2 separate regions of the Mus musculus genome follow, and region 1 is linked to region 2. Evidence: chromatin contacts called from public promoter capture Hi-C data. All regions are on one chromosome and are shown on one strand. The core of a region is the stretch at or near the end of the contact, and the rest is flanking DNA. Distances in the headings are between cores, read along the strand shown. Region 1 overlaps Cntfr (ciliary neurotrophic factor receptor). Region 2 overlaps Myorg (myogenesis regulating glycosidase (putative)).

The links. Capture Hi-C pulls out chosen DNA fragments and counts their contacts.
Region 1: a promoter capture Hi-C map of liver shows a contact between it and region 2. The contact joins two enhancer-like sites. A contact is called at or near these places in 2 of 39 promoter capture datasets (the C10 cell line and embryonic stem cells), 1 of 484 Hi-C or Micro-C datasets (bone marrow-derived macrophages), 23 of 115 datasets of contacts at active chromatin or transcription factors (the NIH/3T3 cell line, bone marrow-derived macrophages, craniofacial prominence and 13 more) and 5 of 9 other capture datasets (adipose tissue, embryonic stem cells, liver and 2 more).

Annotation. Positions count from the first base shown.
Region 1 is chr4:41,657,810-41,663,882 of GRCm38.p6, forward strand. Cntfr (ciliary neurotrophic factor receptor) reads right to left here. Exons shown (of 10, transcript NM_001136056.3): 5 at 5,731-5,848; 6 at 5,393-5,559; 7 at 4,164-4,327; 8 at 972-1,152; 9 at 432-600; 10 at 1-343. The coding sequence ends at 343. Among named protein-coding and RNA genes, the nearest start is that of Gm12405, 18 kb to the left of the region's middle. Within about 2 kb of position 3,707, at least 27 of the 459 cell types and tissues checked have an H3K27ac peak or open chromatin away from gene starts, as enhancers often do. A contact at or near this core is called in craniofacial prominence and liver, where this site is marked.
Region 2 is chr4:41,494,374-41,500,129 of GRCm38.p6, forward strand. It overlaps Myorg (myogenesis regulating glycosidase (putative)), which reads right to left. Exons shown (of 2, transcript NM_001085515.2): 2 at 1,228-5,317. The coding sequence starts at 5,255. The coding sequence ends at 3,105. Among named protein-coding and RNA genes, the nearest start is that of Myorg, 5.8 kb to the right of the region's middle. Within about 2 kb of position 2,863, at least 41 of the 459 cell types and tissues checked have an H3K27ac peak or open chromatin away from gene starts, as enhancers often do. A contact at or near this core is called in craniofacial prominence and liver, where this site is marked.

The DNA.
Region 1 (6,073 bases), core at 2,457-4,956, 160 kb after region 2:
GTGGATGTGGGGTGGGGGCTCCCCTCAGGTCCCCCAAGGGCTCCTGGGAGTCGCTGGCGTTGGAGGGTCCAGCCCGAGGGGGGAAAGATGAGAGGGGTCTTTGGTGGGTGGGTTAGCTGCATGGTCCTCCTCTCTGGATGGAAAGGAGGGCCGGCTTGGTGAGATGAGGCTGGGGGGACGGAAGGCAGGCCCGGGCCTGCCGGGGTCTCTACAAATTGTGTCTGAAGAGAATGCAAAAGGTCCTCCTGCCCGTGTGCAAAATAGAAACCGGGGTCTGCAGGCTCAGCTCCGGCCTCCTGCTCCTCCGCAGGCGCTCTGGCATGTCCTCGTGGGATGCAGGGCTCTGGGGAGACAGGCAGGGGACTGTGAGGGCCGAAGCAGCTCAGGTGGAAGTCTCTAAGGCCCTCCTTCCCCAGCTTCACCCCACCTACCAGATCAGGAGATTGTTGGCTGTGGCAGCAGCGGCAGCCAGGACCAGAGTGACTGGGACACTGGTCAAGAAGAGTATGGAGGGTCCTCCGCCGCTGCCAAGCTCCCCAGGGTCACAGATCTTCGTGGTGGGTGGGGGTGCCAATGAGCTGGTGGTGCTGGTCGTGGTCTCTGGGGAGCATGGGGGAAACTCAGGGCAGAGCCAGGGCTGGGTCACACCCAGATCTGGGGTTTTGTGAAGTTACATTGTTGCTGTTTCCTGATGAGGTTAGGGTTGCCTCTCCCATCCCGCTCATAGGTGACTACCGCACCCAGAAATCCCTACCAAGGACATGTAGAAAACAACACTAGGAACACAGGCATTGGGTAGATGGGTATGTCTGTCACAGCCAGAGAGGGTGTGTGGCAGAGGCTCTGCTCCCAGGAGGAGCTGGAGGGCATAAAGCACAGGGCGGGGCGGGGCCGGGCGGAGTGGGGAGGGGTGGAGCGGGGCGGGGCCGGGCGGAGTGGGGCGGGGCGGGGCTGGGGACAGGCAGGCTCACCGGGGGCCTGGGCTTCTGTTGTGAGATGCCGAGGTTCCTCAGTCCAGGGTGTGGCGTGAGCAGCCACGCTCCAGTCACTCCATGTCCCAATCTCATTGTCCTTGGCTGCCACCTGGATGATGTATTCCTTCCCTGCGTAGGCATCTGTGATGGTGTGTGCTGTGCCATCCGAGAGCTCCACCTGCGGGCCCAGGCACGGGACGGGGTCGACGTGAGCCCCCGACCCCACAAGGGAAGCAAAGACACATCTGGGGAGAGGGACACGAATATATCCCTGGAGGGAGTGAGGGCCTGGCTTCGGGGAGAGGGCCACCGTGAATGTCCTTCAGTCTCTGTGGGAGAGTAAAGCCATCAGGACCTAGAACTAGGGGAGGGGCCTCAGGCATGAGGGAGGCTAGACTGCCTCCAGAAGGACTTTGCTCAGTAGCTGTGATGCCTTAATCCAAGACACTGGGGTGCCAAGGGGGAAACTACTGGGCAGCAGTGTGGGGGTGGGCTACCTCCTCTCAGTGAGCCATTAAGTAAAAGGTCACAAGCACCAAGCCTGCTGGAGAGAAGATGCTTAAATAAAAGCTTGCCTCCATCTCTCCCTAACTCAGAGGCCAAGCTGCACTGCCTCTCTATAACTAAGTGTTAATGACAGTACCTGCCTTAGGCTTAGAATGAGGCCTAAGCCACTAGGAAAAGACCAACCAGACTTCAGTGTGGGTTTCAGCCCAGAGCCAGTGTACCCCCCACCCAGCCCCAGCAGGGCCTCTCCCCTCAAGTGTTAGAAGTGGGAAGGGGGGGCACAGCCCCTAGGGTGACAGGATTGATGCTCCCTTTCTCCCTGAGGCATGGCATCACTACACCCCCCCCCACCCCCGCACTTGCTGGCCTCATCCTGCTGGTCTTCCCCCCAGTCTCCAGGGCGGCCTGCCTGTCCGGCGCCCCTCCCAAGCCCAGCCTGGGCTCTGGTTCATCTCAGCGGCACCCGCTGCCTCATTAAGCGGCCTCGTAAACAGGGGCAGCCGGTGGGGGCGAAGGAGGGGGCTGCTTTGGGCCATGTCTGGCTTTAGGGCCCTTTTGGTTCCTGTTCCAATCGTCTCCCCAGAAATATAAGGTCTAGGCCACCTGACCTGCTAGTCTGTTATACACATGCATGCGTGCCGTGTGTGTGTGTGTGTGTGTGTGTGTGTGTGTGTGTGTGTGCAGGAAGCCCTCCTAGTTCTGAGTCTGTGGTCCTGATGCTGGAGACCCTGGTTAAGGTCAGGGTCATGCTGAAATACACTTGAGCCTAGACCCTGCCCAAGCCAATCCTACCCCCAGCCCTGGAAGATGAGTGGCCACCAAAAGCCCTCCTGTCATGGTGGGGGGTGTGCCAGTCCCAATCTGTACCCCAGTCTACTCTGTCTATAAAGATTCCCTCTGACCAATCAGCTCCCCTCTCTCTTGGCCTACAGATTCCCACATGTCTTTTCCCAAAGACAAAGAGAAGAGCCAAGGGGCATAGACCAAGCTGCCACCTCAATGGTGGACTTGAGACACTACACTTCTTGCCAGTGATCTCTGGATAGTGACAATCTTAGGCCTGGCCCCTTCTGGCTAGGTTGTCACTGATCCTTAGGAGACGGACCCTTCAATTAACAAGAGCTGTTACTGACGACCACTAGCCTGGAAGCTGTCTCCCAAGTCAGCCGCAAATGTCAGACACTGCCCTCAAGCCTCCTGGGTGACTTAGGAAAAGAGCAGGTGACACCGGATTCCCATACTGGGCTCCAGTTCCTGCTTTACCTTGTCCATGCCGAGACAGTCTCTGACATACCACCTTTATAATTCACAGCTCATATTTTCCCTGAATATCCAAACGATCTTTTTCTCTGCTCTCCTCTTACAGTCACACACCTGTTACTCTCCAAGATCAAGGACAGGGAATATATTCTATGCAAAATTCAAGTTGAAAAGAGCCACAAGTCTAACCATTTCCAATGCCTGTGAAACCTGGAAGAAGGCTGTGACGTGCTATAGTACATGCATGTTCTCATACCATAGAACATGGATGTTCCCAGAGTAGATGTGAGTTCTGCCCACGGTATGATCCTTGGCATGTTGGCCCCATGCATGATTGCAGTATGATTCCTGCTGGAAGCTGTGTGTATGTGTGTGTGTGTGTGTTCCCATGTGTGGTGGGCAGTGTGCCAGCTCCACTGCAAGGCGTGTGCGCTGCATCGCGCAGAGCTGCTGCCTGTAGCTCGTTAGCGGGGGAGGGGGCTTGTGAAACCAGACCCTGGTTATTAGCAATGCATTAGGCTCGGGCAGCTGGCCAGGCAGGAGGGACTCCGGACTCTGTCAGGGAACACGTGAGAGTGTGAGTAGCCTTTGTGGGGGCCAGGCCTACAACCAGGACAGGCACCTAGGAATCAGATTACAGACTTTAAAGGCCAGACAGGAGAAGGGCATAAGGAGATGGCACTGGAGCCTGGTGGGGGTTCAAGCTGACCCCCAGGAGACAGACTGGCTTGCCTCACGGAACACTTCCAACTCTAGTACTAGCCCAGAGCTCAAGGGCCACCCAGAGTGCCCACAGCCTATAGGGCCGGGGGCTCTCCATATGAGAAAGCCTACAAGCATTCAGATCTCTGGCCATTTCCTAGACTCTCCATCAGAACTTGATCAATATCCAGACCGTAGCTTCTCCCCATACTGACCCTTGTCCACTGTTTGATTCCCAGCCTAGGACACCACCTGACCTATAACCTCAAACTGACCTTTAAACTAGGCCTAATTGATTGATTGGAGCCTAAATAACCCTCATGATCTAAACTCAATCCCAATGTCTGGTTCTAATCCCTTGGGCCCATCTGTAAATCTTTGAGGAGTGGGACCATTCTGTTCTCTGGATCCAGCACAGCCCCACGCCTGGCTGGGACTAGCAGCTGGGGGGTTGGTACTGAGTGGGAAACACTGCTAGCCCTGTCCCCCACCCCAGCACTTCTCTCCAGTATTCTGATGAGGGTGCCTCCCTTGGCCCCATCCATTTTCCCAAACCCACGGGATGCCTTCCACCCCCCCCCCCCCGCCCCTCCCCACAGCGAGCCTCTCAGACTCACATCGGGTCCCCTGTTGGTGCCAATCCTGCCTGGAGCACAGTTTCCTCTCTCTGTGTACTGTGTAGCTCAGGCACCAGGAATCTGGGCAAGGCAGGATACTCACATGCTGCCATTGGTCCAGGATGAGAGGCCGGTAGCGCAGGAAGAACTTGAGAGGAAAGGATTCAGGGTCGGGCCAAGTTGAGGGTGTCTGCCATGTCACCTCCAGCCGACGGGGGTTGCTGGGCACTGGCCGGGCCACCACGTTTTCTGGAGGATCAGGCTTCACTGTTAAGGAAACATAGCTTCATCAGTGTGCTCTGGAACAACCCTTTACCGTCAACTCCAGCCCCTGATCAGCCATCTCTGATGTCAACCATTGACAGTCACCATCTCTCTTCTCTGTTGTCAGCTCTGGCAACTACATTGAACACCATCTGATTGCCACCTCTGCTGTGTTCCCACCATCACCACTGACTGTCCCTAGGCAGAGTTACCAGCACTTGGTAGCAATATCCTAACTGTCACAACTATCACTACTCCACTCTCATGGTGTCCAGCATCCCAAAGCCTATGTGATACCTGCACCACGATCATGCTCACCTCTACTGCCACCCAGATCACCCCTCTTACACCACAGCACACACGTCCTCTGCCAGCTTCCCCTCAGGTTTTGTGTTTCCCAGTTCTCAACTGAGCCTGGGCTCCCTCAGAAGAGTCTGGGTTTGAGGATGCTCTGTGGGTTGGTGGTAAGCTGGGGATCTAATGGTGGCGGCATCTGAGGGCTCAGCTCTAGAGCAATGGTCTGACTGAATATCTAGCCGTGAATCTCGTGGGGAAGACAGAGAGGGAAGATGGAATAGAGGAAGGCAAGAGAGTCTCCGAGACCAATAAAGGGTTTGTCCGGGGTGGGGTACGAGCAGGCAGTGCCTGTCTGGAGCAGGGCGAGGGCAGGCAGAGGGTCTGGATGGGATAAGAGGTGGGGAGAGGGCAGTGTCTGTCCTTCTCCTGTCTCCTGTTCTGACACCTCATTCATCACAGGCCGTAAGGAAGCCATTAGCATGGGGTGCGGGGAGCCTGCAGCTGCGCAGGAGTCTGGCCCAGCTCGCTCCCTTTTCCGCCTGCTGCATGTTCTCTGAGCCAAAGAGACAATGAAAAGAGCTGATGGGGGAAGTCTGCCCTGCAGGTAAAGGATAGCTGCTTATATGGTCCTGGGTATATATGGAGGCATCATGCACACGTGTGAGCATCCACAGCAGGACTCACTCGTGCATGCCTCTGACACACTCACTCCTGGAACATGTAGCATCTCCCCACCACCACCACCACCACCACCACCACGACCACACGCACCAATGGTGAATTCGTCAAAGGTGATGGCCGTAGTGTTGTGACCCAAGGCGTTGCTGACACTTATGGAGACCTTGTACTTGATGGTTGAGAACAGGTGCATGTACCGAATGTGGCAGCGGTTCTTGAGGGCTGGGTCCTTCTCACAGACCATAATTTTGGAGCCATGCCTGGAAAGGAATGAGGCCCAGGTACTGTTACCATCATCAAGGGGCAGGCTGGGGCAGGCTAGGGGAAGGTCAAGCCCAAGGCTGGGCTGGGGTCTTAGACTCAGGACATGATGAGGAGAGGGGGAGGTCAAAGGTCAGGGCTGGGACCGGGTCAAGAGCGCAGTTACTCACAGCACAGTCACATTGAAGGTATTGGGGATGTAGGTGGGGGTGGGCAGGTGCCAGCTGCAGTAGAAGCCCTTGGGGTAAGTGTTGGAGCGGCAGCTGAGCACAGGCTCCCGCGGCGGCACTGAGGGGGGTGAGGACAGGACAGGGAGGTCAGGGTCCTCTTGAAGCCTCCGGTCCCCTGTACTAGTCAGGGGACAGGTGGGCCCCAGAGCCCCAGCACTCCCCCTCTCAGCCTATCATCGATGCCAAAGGTGGGGGGAGGGCTGTCAGCGAGGGTCTGAGGCTTCCCAGGCCACAGAGAGCCAGATGTTTAATTAAAGAAAAACAAGGCTGTGTGGAGGATCCC
Region 2 (5,756 bases), core at 1,613-4,112:
GGCTGTTGCTGGAGTCTTTGAGTCCAGGAATCCTAACAAACCTGACTCCAAAACAGAGAAGTGAAAAACAGGAAAGGAACTTTAATCAGCAGAACTATACCAGGAAGAGAAGGGGGATGATGCTGTCAGCCCTGGCCTTGGAGGCCCTCATAGGAGTTCCCAGCTTACACAGGACTGGGGACAGAGGCTGGAGCAAGAAGCACGTGCTAATCAGCTTTGGCCAAAGTGTGGTCTGGTTGATCATTATCCTAGGATTGGTCTGGCAGGCCTTGTTCAGTTGCCGGGGGTTAGGGGGTAGTTTTGATCCTTGTCACAGATGTTTATCCAGGGGCTCTGTTGTTCCTGGAATCCACCAGACTGTAATGACTCCGTGCAAAGGGAACAGGTGCAAACTGGAGTCATCATACCAAGCTTTTGTTCTGGTTTTTAGTTAACCCATTGGGCACCCGGAGGGCCAAGAGAAGAGTCAATGCTTTTAGCAAGAGCACCCTGTGTGTCTTTGTTCAACAGCGGCCAGAGGATTGGAACGGCCAGTGCCCACCCTGGGTTTGGGGAAGAAGGGTCCTGGGTGCTCGGTGAGGAGAACCAGAAGAACGCTTGCTCTGGCTCCAGAAATGCTCTGCTCCCAAGTCAGGGGATGGTGGCTGAGAAAACCCACTTGGCTAAAGCTCAATCCATTCAAACGCATTCCCAAGCCCCCTCAGTGGCCATTTAGACCCTACCTCCTGACTGCTGTACGTCACACTCACCAACACACACACACACACACACACACACACACACACACACACACACACAAGAGAGCCTAAGACCAGTAAGCTGTGGTTACAAGGCTGCTGGAGGCCATCTGGAGCAATGCTAGGCTTCCCAGATCCGATGTACAGGGAGAGAGACATGTTTGGACTGCACAAGAGGTACTGGCAGGGACAGAGGACAGGGCAAGGCCAAAAGAGGCTGGAGAGATGGCTCAGCAGTTAAGAGCATTTGTTGCTTTTACAGAGAACCTGGGTCCGGTTCCCAGCATCCACATGGTGGCTCACAACCATCCATAACGCTAGTTCCAGGGCATCTGATGCCCTTTCCTGACCTCCACAAGCACCAGGCATGTATGTGGTGCATGCATGCATGCATGCATACATACATACATACATGCAGGCATCGCTTATGCATAAAATCGGTCTTTTTAAACCCCCAAGAATCCTTGTTTTTAAGCAAGAAAACAACAAATACTACTTCAATAGCTCTCTTTTATTGAGCACCTGCTTTGTGTCAGGCACTTTCCACATGTCTGTGCTTATTATTAAATGACCTCAGAGGTAGGTTTTATATCACTCTTACATAGGAAAAACTGAGGCTCAGTGGGGTAAGCAGCAGCTTATTCAAGGTCACCCAGCTGACTGACAAACGAAGACTGCGAATATGGCTCCCGGAAGAATGCTTGCTTAGTATTCAGCGCCCTGAGTTCTAGCTTCAACACTGCCAAGAAGAAGAAACCAAAGAATTGGCATTGGAGATGGGCATCGGGGGAGCCCCGAAGCTCTCCCCAGGACCTTTCACCCAGAGAACATTAAAGATTCGGGCACAGGCTCTGAGAGGGAAGCTGAGTTCTACTTCATTCTCCACCTTCTCTGGCAAGCCTCCAAGTCAGGAAAAACTCACCCCACCATAGTTGGAGCTGATCTCCTTAGAACAAGAGAATTACTGAGATGAAAGCCCTTACCCCATGCGTGTGTTGGCAGGCATCAGTGTGTAATGTCATTCATGTGCCAAGCACATCTCGGCCAGAATTAGAACATGGTTTTCCCACTAAGGCTTCACTCAGAGCACGCGCGTGCGTGCGTGCGTGTGTGTGTGTGTGTGTGTGTGTGTGTGTGTTCAGAGAGGCAGCTAGGTAATCTTAAAGGGCTGTTCATTTGCTACAGTTCTCTCCATTTTACAGCAGGAGTTAGGTTGAACTTGGGCTTGCTTTCCCAAGTTCAACCTAACTCAGTTCCTCAGCCCGACTCTCCAGTTTCGGAACTCTTAAACTGGGTTTGGCATTGTCCTAGGGAATCTACCTGAGGGGGGGGGTAGGTCAATGATCAAACAAAGCCTTGATCCTGCCCCTTTATCTTCCCTCTAGGCTTATCTAGCATCAAAGACCCATGGTGGGTGTCTCTCTCTCTCTGACAGAAGTATGTGTACATACACATAGACACAGGTTCTTGAATTAAGGCAACGAGTCCGGCCTGCATGGCCCTGCAAGTCTATCCACTAGATACATCTGGCCCCAGGTCTAGATCCAAAGTTGAGACCAGCATATATACAAATATGTTAACGCAACGTTAGGAGTCTTTTCACAGACAACTAGTTCAGGCTGAGCCCATCTCTTCTATGGACTGCTTCCTTGTCAGCTGGCCAAACCAAACATCTGTATCTTTTCTTCCCCAATGGAGTGGGACCAGGTCAATCACTGTGTGTTGGGAACTCATGGCCTAGCTGCTGCCATCAAGGAGGTACACTTTGTCTTCTTCCTTTCTTCCTTCCTTCCTTAGTTTTTGGAAGGGTTTCTCTGCTGTCCTGGAACTCACTCTATAGACCAGGCTGGCCTTGATCTCGAAGATCCACCTGCCTCTGCCTCCTGAGTGCTGGGATTAAAGGCGTGCGCCACCACCTCTGGGCTAAACGTATACTTTCTAAATATGGTAGAAAACTATTTGGGAACTTTAAAGAGGATCGGTTCCTCATTTCAGAGGACAAAGATGGCTACAAAGACCAGGGGAGGAGAGGTTTCCCTCTACTTTTAAAACCAGACCCTGTGTAGCAGGAAGAACAGACCTTTGACCTCTCCTTTTTTCTGGCTGACAACCCAGGGAAGAGGCTTTCTGCAGACTGAAGTGAATGGGCAAGGAGCCGAGGCTCTTAGGATTGTGCGCTGGTGCAGTTCCTCCCCTCCCAGGTCTCACCTACAGCTGTTGGCTGGAGCGCTTTAAAGTCAGTGCCCACTTCCTAGATGGTATAGAGGTGGGTCTTCCTGAGGGTTCAGCATTCGCATGTGGTAGAGGATTAAAAGTCTGTATGAAGGCTGGGGTTAGGGCTGTGGGATTCCTAGGTTCTGAGCTGGGTCAGGAAGCCCAGGTGAAATAGGCGACCTCATCCAGGTCGACAGGGTAATCCGTGAGCAGCACCGGCGTCTTGTCAAAAAGTTCACCCTTGTAGCTTCGCCATTTGCCGGCAGGCAGGTAGACATCACGCTCTTGCTTACCAGGCTCTAGCACCGGCGCCACCAACAGCGTGTCCCCGATGAGAAACTGTGAGTCAATGCGATGGGCCGTTTCATCCCCCGGTGCGATCCACCACAGGGGGCGCACGATGGGGTCGCCAGTGTCGGTGATCTCACCAGCAAGCTCTAGCAGCAGTGGCGCCACGAGGGAGGCGCGCAGAGCAGCGAATTTGTGTGCGATGGCTACCACTTCTGCGTCGTACTGCCAAGGAGGGATTGAAAACTGCATGGCAGGCATGAAGGCGGCCACCTCCAGCCAGCGCACGTAGAGCTCGCGCTCTGGCCCCGGCCCATCTTGGCGGCCGGCTGTGCGCTCCGGCACCGCGTTGCCACCTATCATATCGGGCAAGATGAACGGATAGCCCAGCATACTGACGGTGAGCACCGCAGGGATAAGAGAGCGCAGCCCCAGGTCGTAGCCCCATACCGAGTCGCGGTCCACTAGACGGAAGAAGCAGGAGATGTTCTGTGACTGGTACCCCACGCGGACCTCGGCTAGCGAGAAGAAGGGCTCCGCCATCTCGGTGTACCGCCTGCTCCACACACTGGGGTCAGACAGAGGCCTGTAGGTGCTGAAGTCCCTGGGCAGGTAGCTGACCTCACCCGCGTCGAACTTAAAGGAGGTCACGTTGTAGCGCAAGCGCAGGCGCCGTAGGTGTCCCTGGAACCACTCTCGGGCCTCTGGGTGCGTGAAGTCCAGCACTGCGCCAATACCGTTCCACCAGCGCACCAGCGCGGGCAGCCGGCCCGTGGGCTCGCGCACGAACAGCTCGCGCTCCACACCTTCGCCGAAGCTCGACGAGTTATAGTTGACAAACGGATGCACCCAAAGTGTGACGCGGAAGCCGGCATCTCGCAGGCGGCGGAACATGTCACTGGCGTTGGGAAACTTGCCCTCGTCGAAATTAAAGTCGCCATAGGCGGGCGTGTACATGTCATCGATTTCCAGGTGGCTGCTATTAAAGCGGTGCTGGCGGATCTGCTGGGCGAATTGCAGCACCTTGTTCTGGTCCACAGCGCGCCCATGCAGTGCCCACGTGGACCAAATGGGGTCTCGGAAGGCCTCTGACGCTGGTACCCTGGATGGCTTGTTGAAGTAACGTCGAACCATGTACTTGTGGATGGAAGTGACATCTGAGCCCACGCACACGCGGTAGCTGAGCTCTGGCGCGGCAGTACGGCCAGCTGGTGGCTTGTAAGATGTGTCGTGGTAGCGTGCCTGCAGTCTCATCGAACGCTCCGTGCTATTCCAGCCCAGGTGGAAGGGCACTGAATCATTGACTTTGATGGCAGCGGCGCGTGAAGATAACCAGTAGCGCTCAAGGATGCCCCCGAATGCGGCGTCAGATGAATAGACGTCGCTCGTGACAAATGGCTGCGGTTCTTGCTGGCCATCTAGGCGGATGGGCCAGTGTTGCGTCCTCATCTCTGCGCCGCCATACCAGTGCGCCGCAGCATCTCCCAGAAACATCGCGTGCTCCACAGCACGCCCTGGCACAGCTTCCTCCCAGCGCACGCGGTAGCACATTACAGTGTCCTTAGGTCGTACTGTCTGAATAAAGAAGTGCAACGGGCGTCCGTCGGCCGCTCGGGAGCAGCCAAGCAGCGCACCATCCCGGCTGCAGGAGTCAAGGTCTAGAGCACCGGAACGGAAGGCCAAGCGGAAGACTTGCTCACCCTTCTGGTTACGGATGGAGAAGCCGCCACGGTTCAGGTCCAGCAGCTCCGCGCGCAGGCGTTCAGCTTTGCGTAGGGAGGCACTGTAGTAGCACCAGGCCACAACTGCGGCCAACACCAGTAGCAGTCCCAGTACCGCGGAGCACAGCAGAGGTCTCAGCTCTTTAGTGGGCTTGGGTTTGGCAGGTGAAAAATTGTCAGGCAGGAAAGTGTACATGGTTGCTCGTGGGGTAACTTTGAGACTTTTAGGGCCTGCGTGGCTACCAGGTCGATGTCGGGGGTAGGCCTGGCTTGTCTCCTGAAGGTTCTGGGACATCAGTTCCTAGCGAAGGAAGGAACCACCACTCCGGGGCCCATCTGAATCTGTCAGGCTGAAGTCTGTAGAGGGGAGAGAGAGGAAACTGAGTTTTCTGATTCACGGTATTCCCATTTCTGCAGCCTAGTAGAGGGACCGAGAGCTTGAAAAATGGCAAAGGCAGGACTCTCGTCCAGGACAGCTGGTGTCCTACTTACTCTCGTTTCTCTCAGGCCCCAATGCTTGCCAAATTGGTGAGAACTCTGTGAATGGAGAGACCCATGTGAATTGAAAGAGTTTGCTTCTGTCCTTCCTCGGTAGAAAACTAAAGGCAGGGAAGCTAGGCTGTGTCCAGGATCCCAGCATAAGCAGTGAGCCCTGGAGAAGGACGAGGAAGCCCTGGCTAAAGAAGGGCTTACTCTTCTAACGTCCTGATAACACAAGGCGAATGGTCCAGCCAGTGCTTTGAGACCTTTAACAGTGCAGTCAGTAGGCAAGGCCAGAGGAAAGGGAACAGCGTTT